Linked DNA regions of Danio rerio: region 1 is linked to region 2. A link is a contact called in public Micro-C data. All regions are on one chromosome and are shown on one strand. Each heading gives the region's core, a stretch centred on a gene start, on an enhancer-like site or on the middle of the called end of the contact. The rest is flanking DNA. Distances are from core to core; before and after follow the strand shown. Region 1 overlaps ttll10 (tubulin tyrosine ligase-like family, member 10). Region 2 holds the start of ptpn11b (protein tyrosine phosphatase non-receptor type 11b).

What was found. A called contact is a pair of places that touch in the nucleus more often than the background predicts.
Region 1: a Micro-C map of caudal fin shows a contact between it and region 2, with 10 times the contacts expected there. The contact joins the enhancer-like site here to the promoter of ptpn11b in region 2. A contact is called at or near these places in 2 of 18 Hi-C or Micro-C datasets (caudal fin and embryo) and 1 of 4 datasets of contacts at active chromatin or transcription factors (caudal fin).

The regions. Positions count from the first base shown.
Region 1 is chr23:27,036,143-27,039,482 of GRCz12tu, forward strand. ttll10 (tubulin tyrosine ligase-like family, member 10) reads left to right here. Exons shown (of 11, transcript XR_012398501.1): 9 at 839-955. Among named protein-coding and RNA genes, the nearest start is that of mir7149, 23 kb to the left of the region's middle. Within about 2 kb of position 1,264, at least 5 of the 62 cell types and tissues checked have an H3K27ac peak or open chromatin away from gene starts, as enhancers often do.
Region 2 is chr23:26,857,328-26,860,631 of GRCz12tu, forward strand. It overlaps ptpn11b (protein tyrosine phosphatase non-receptor type 11b), which reads left to right and starts at 1,352. Exons shown (of 16, transcript NM_200454.1): 1 at 1,352-1,448. The coding sequence starts at 1,435.

The sequences.
Region 1 (3,340 bases), core at 14-2,513, 180 kb after region 2:
TTAAATTCATATTTTTAATACGAAGCTATACAATATTATATTTGTGCATAGTCAGTACTGAAGCCAAGTTCAACCAAATTTATGTTTTTGAAAAATAATAAATGCAAATTTTAAAAAGAGGAAAGATCAACAGATACAAAACAAAAAGGCAAAAATTATTTGAAATTGTGCAGGTTTTTTGCTAAAATTTTCTTGGATTTAATTATATTATCTTTTAATTTCTTAATGACTAAAATGTTATTTTATTAAATATATCTGTTCAATAAATCTTTTTTGTTTAAATGCACCAAAATACCTTGCCTATTTTTACTTAGAAATGGATAAAAATATTCATTTTCATATGGTGTACTCAATTATGTTGAGCACTGTATGCCAAAAATATAATAATACACACAGTATATATTTGCCTTAAGTGTTCATATTGTGTGGTTACTGTTTTATAAAAGCAGAACCATTGACACAAAACATTCATAAAATAAAAGCCTCTCTTATAACTCGCATAAACTCCCATCGAATAAAATGAACTGAAAGTGTTAATCTGACAATGAATTTCACATAAGTGTCTGTATTTTTTAAAGTAATGGCCTCATGTAGATTTATTCAAATTACTTGAAAGCATGCAGATGTACTGTTGTCATGGCAACAGCGGTTTTTGGGACCATATGAAATATTAAAAGGGGAGCTCATCAAATATACTGAGAAAGATGAAACTGAATCATCAAATAAAAACATATTAAATTTGAACAGTATTTCATCTTGAAACTCGTTTTATACAGGTGAATATGAACTCTGTTATCTGTTTTCAGTAGTTTTAACCAAACGTTTTGTATTTCTGCAGAAAAGGATGCAACATATTATCATGCACTGCTTTCAAGCTGTCAAAGCCAAGCTGGACTGCAAACTTGGTTACTTTGACCTAATTGGCTGCGACTTCTTGATTGACGAGGATTTCAAGGTGAGACAAAAAAAAAAAAAACAATGTTTGTATGTTCTCTGTGTGTGTGCGTGTGTGTGAAGCCTGACAGGATTAATTTCATCTGACCCAGGAGATTAGTTTTCGAATTATCCACTGAATGTGGTAAGACGCATTATAAACATAAAGTCTGTATTTATCTCTTCTGTAATCTCCTTAGTATCTTCGAGACAATTACGGTACAGTTTTCTAATGCTGGCACGATTCTTCTCTTTAAACGTGATGTTCAGAGGCTGGTCGTTCCCCTACGGAGCATCCTAAATTCAATCCGCGCCTAGCAGTTGCCTGGCAGCCTTGTGTTCTGCCAGCGTAAACATGCGTTCCCTCGACCAGACACATCTTGGTTTCCAGGTTACCAGATCATTACAGATTCACACATAACAACTAACAACATTTAAATCGGAAGATATTACACGCCATGTGAATAATGATCATCACGTAAAGTGATAAAGGCGTATTAAAATCTTGCATTAGAGATAGTTTATGTGCGCTGAGATGTGTACTTTGCACACTTAATGTCAGTATGTAATCTTGTTTAAAATGTCATCACTGCACCCTGTGTGTATTTGTAGTGGTTTAGGTGATATAATTATACATAATTACTGTAAAATGAATCGACCAGGTTGAGTAGAGTAAGACTGCCATCTGCTGTTAAAAGTGTGCTGGAGAATGTAAATTGAAAAATGTTAAGAGAGTTGGGGATTTTTGTTTCTACTTCAGGGAGGTAAGGGTGTATGTAAAAATGTCAATATCTTATGCATGGGTGTATTTGTGGGAATAGCTCAAAAAAAATTAAAAATTGAACTTTTTATTGTATTGCAAAAATCAGAATATCAATTAAAGATCATTAGGACATGTTGCAAATTTCCTTCTGTTAAACATTTTAAAATGTAATTTTTGATTAGTGAGATACTTGTCAAAGAATTTAATAACCTTAAATGCAATTTTCTCAGTATTTAATTTTTTTTAACCCTCAGGTGTCAAGTTGTGTATTTTTTGGATTGCTGTTGCATTACTATTTCTGCAACCCAACTCTGGGAAATTAAAATGCTGTATTTGTAGTATTGCATATATCATATAAAATATGAAATATCCCAATCATTTACCATATATCAACCACAAATCAATGGAAAGCTCATTTATTCACTTTCAGGTGATGAATAAATCTCAATTTCCAAAAAAAAAAAAAAAAAAACAAACATTGACCCTTATAGGTGGTTTTGTGGTGACATTTAGCTCTTTGTTATCTTATTTTTATGCAGTTCTTTCATGCAATGTAATATAGACTATTTATTGAATTACTAAATGCCACTGCATGACATGTACCTGTTTTGGATGCATACTGATGTTATCAGTTGTCAAGTTTCACAGTTCAAAGCATGACATAATAAAATAAACCAAAGTTAATGATGAACTTCACTTCAGTGCATAGAACTTGATACTTTTATAAATTCATATAATATTAAAAAAAAATAATAATTAAATTTAAACAAAATTAATTGTTTAATAATTTCAATCAGTGTTTACCTATGGAATGTAATATTAGGGGGGAACATATGTTCCACTATATTGAGTGTCATTAACTATATCTATATGTTAAGTTAAGTTTGGGGTCAGTTTCTTTCATTTTTTTCATGTTTTTTTTTAAGAAAATTATTTTGTTCATCAACATTTTATTAAATGTAAAATGTAATAAAAAATTTGTTTAATACTTATTTATTAAATATTTATTTATTACTTATTGTATATAGTTTCAAATAAAATGATTACTCCAGTCATTATTGCTTTTACTATTACTACTAATAATAATATTAATAATAATAACAACAACAACAACAACAATAATTTATGTTAGACTTAATATTTATTATTTTAATTATAGAGAATTACCTTTGAAATTACTGGAATAAATTATTTAATTAAATTATAAACTACTTTTGAACAGTTATTTTATAGTGCAAAAGCATTTCACAATTTTACAATCTGTACTGTATTTTTTGATGAAATAAATGCCGCTTTGTTTTAGTAGGATAAGCTTATTTTTAAATTTTGACCGCTAGTGTACATCAAAAAGGAAATTCAATGAATATACTTACTGTGTTCATATTGTATTACAAATCACTTATGGTGCTATTGAGATGAGAAATGGACTCAAGTTATTGGCAGTTATGGTGTAATGGGGTAGGTTTGATGGGTTAAGGTGTAAATGAATTGTCAACTGTGTGATGACAGGAATAAATTACAAATATAGTTAGATGCACACAATAAGTTCAGTGTAGCGTACCAAATGATTAAATTTAAGGTCACATCAGATACCCTTTTTCCACAGGCTAATATGATTTTTTTTAGGGTCTTAATGAAAATTAT
Region 2 (3,304 bases), core at 102-2,601:
AAGAGCATTGCAGCTTTATTAATAGATTATTAATAAACATCTCTGGAAATGAAATAGAGGTGATAACTACTGTACATGGAAAGAACTGCTAAAATAAGAGTGTGATGATGACTGGAGTGACAGAAGTGAATATATAGAATGTACATCACTTCATCACAACCCTCTCTGAGGTGCACTTTGGAAATTTAACCGTTTAACTGGCATTGCAACTGTTTGTCCAAAGATTAGCATTAAACTTTTTTTTTTTAAATCTAAATTTGCTTAGAGGGCTGTCAGGAACACAATTTAACCAAAGAAATTGGTGAAAATGTTCTCGTAGTTTTAAAAAGTCAGACAGTAAAGTGACAATCGATCCTAAACAATTATATAATATCAAATAAAAACAGTTTGGAATATTTTATGTTTTCATTATTTGTCTTCTTGGCAGATATTGGTCCTTGATAGGGTTTTATTAATACTAAAAATGCATATATAAGGCAATAATATAAATAAATAAATAAAGTACAAAATATATATTTAAAAGATTCATCAATATTATGCATTTCTTTCCTGGATTATCATTCTATATAATTAATACAAACTCTATATTATTACAAGTATAATGCTTTAAAAAAAGGCTCTACAGTGGTTCTTTGCCTTGTAATCATACAGTAGGAGACCCAATTTAGGTGATAAACTATAAAGAACTGTAATGGTTTTCTATTGGTTTTTTGGGGTGGTTAATGTATTGTAAAACAATAAATAACATTAGGTGGTTCCTTTATGATTACAAGCCAGAAAACAAACACTTTTAGTCATACACAGAAGTTTTACTACTCCAAAGAACCACTGGAGAAACATTATAGCTTCTTTAATCTAATTAAAATGTGTCCATTTAGCAGTATTGTTTTTTGTTTGTTTGTTTGTTTGTTTGTTTGTTTGCAGAATAATCTCTTATAGCCTATATGATTTAAATACACATAGTATTTAGGTGTATGATATGACTTTAGGCCTGCAGCTCATTTGTAATTATAAACAAACTGGATTGCAAATCCCATCATCCCATTCTGAGGAGTAGAGCCAGTAAAAGGAATCACGGTGTCAACTGGTGGCTGCCTGCTGGCTTCATTCTCCAACTAATCCTGTCACAATGTCCCAAGAACGAGCACGAGCTTTATAATACCTGACTTTTTGGAGATGTCTGGATGAAGTTTTTCCAGTGTGCTGTCAGCAGTGTGAATCGGAGAGCGGGAGGCGGAGGGAGAGAGCGCGAGTCCGGCGCTGTGAGTCTGTGTGTGACGCCCCTCGATCGCGCTCCGCTCCGCTGCAGTGACTCGGCGAAGGAGGACCGTTTTATTACACTTTCCCCTCCAGTCCTAGCGGTGCTCACACACACACAAACACGCACGCACACACACGCACGCACACACACATCTGACAGCTCTCAGGACGGCCATGACGTCTCGAAGGTAAGCCGAAGGCTACATTAATAAGTGCAGGAGCGGGTAGTGATGGTGACTGTAACTGTATGAATGAATCGAGCACGACACGCAGCTCAGTCTGTAGGACTCGGTTTCTGATCCTCTCGATCTGGCCCAATATATGTAACGTTACAGTATGTGTGTTCGCTTTTGTGCAGTGTTTATAAATATCGTGTAGTCTATCTTTCCGTTTATTTCGGTTGTTTACAAACGCTTTCGCTACCGGATATCGAATATGAATATCAGCAGCGCAAAGTCACTGTAACAGTGTGTCTTGCATGCAGTTTAAACTGTGCTTAATTAGTTTACTGTGCCAGTTTATTCGGAGACTTATGGTAACGACATCCTAATGTAACTGTACATCGTGTGCTGAAATAACAGTTTTAAAACACTTTAAAGCTAGATGAAATAGATTTGAGGAAAATAATGATATTAATAAAAATAGCCTTGTTGAAAGTTATAAGCATCGCTTAAAATATCTTTAGACAGAATTATGAATATTTTTTCTAATTTAAAATATTTACAGTGGGTGATCTTGTAAAATTTCTAATTTGTAGCAATGTGTTTCTGGGTTGGGACCATTTCATACACAATAGCTACATTTGATTGGACAGCAATGACCTATTTCAAAAATAAGAGTCTCCATGTAAAGCTGCTCATCTCAAACACAAAACGTCTCTTTACGTTAAACAACGTATTTCAAACAGGGAGAGTATGAATATTTAGCCAGGTAAGCCTTGAGGAATTTTGTAACTGGTTGCATGTTGCTAAACCTCTCGGTTTTAAATTTAGCCAGGCTTTAAACTTTAGTGTGTGTCTAACTTAACTGAAGTTTGCACATTCTTCTGTGACAACTTGTGACATGGTCCTTATATTTTCACTTTGAATATTTGGTCTAAAATCACATGTAAATTTGACTTCAAAACAACATTAGCTATACCTTGATAGACATTGGCTGCTAATATGATTTCATAATTAGAATTTGCAAATAATTCCTCTCTAAAATTATATTATTTAGGAGAAAGTCTGAATGTGTGTATATAAAACCAACTTTACACCAATCTTAAAGTGATAGTTCACCAGCAAATGAAAATGTAGGCCTACAATTTCCTCACACTCACGTGGTCCAAATCTTTAGTTTCTTTATTCTGTTGAAGATATTTTGAAGCAAGCAATTGTAACCATTGATGTTGTACTCTATGTTATTTGTTTTTTCTACTATGGAGGACAACAATAGTTTTCTTCAAAATATCTTATTTTGTGGCTTAGAACAGACTTAGAACAAGTGAAGCTGTTCATTTAAAGCACCGTGAGTCAAGTGCAGTGATCTGATTTGTTTCCAAAAGTTGGCCAAATGATTCTTAATGGGCCTATTTAATTCTAAAAGGTCAAATCTAAACATGGAGATAAAACAGAGGACTTGTAAATTTCAACAAATGAATATTTAGCCAGGTAAGCCTTGAGGAATTTTGTAACTGGTTGCATGTTGCTAAACATCTTGGTTTTAAATTTAGCCAAGGTTCAACTTTTAGTGTGTGTCTAAGAGACTCATTAAAAGGGATAGTTTACCAGCAAATGAAAATGTAGGCCTACATTTTACTCACACCCAAGTGGCCAAAACCTTTATGAGTTTTTTATTCTGTTGAAAACGAATTAAGATATTTTGAAGCAAAATGAAACCTTGTAACCATTGATGACGTCTTCTATTGTATTTGTTTTTCTTACTATGGAGGATGACATCAATTGTAACTGGTTTCCAGCACTCTTCAAAATATCTTATTTTGTGTTCAACAGAAGAAAGAAACTTTAGAATAAGTGAAGGTGAGTAAATTATGCCAACTTTC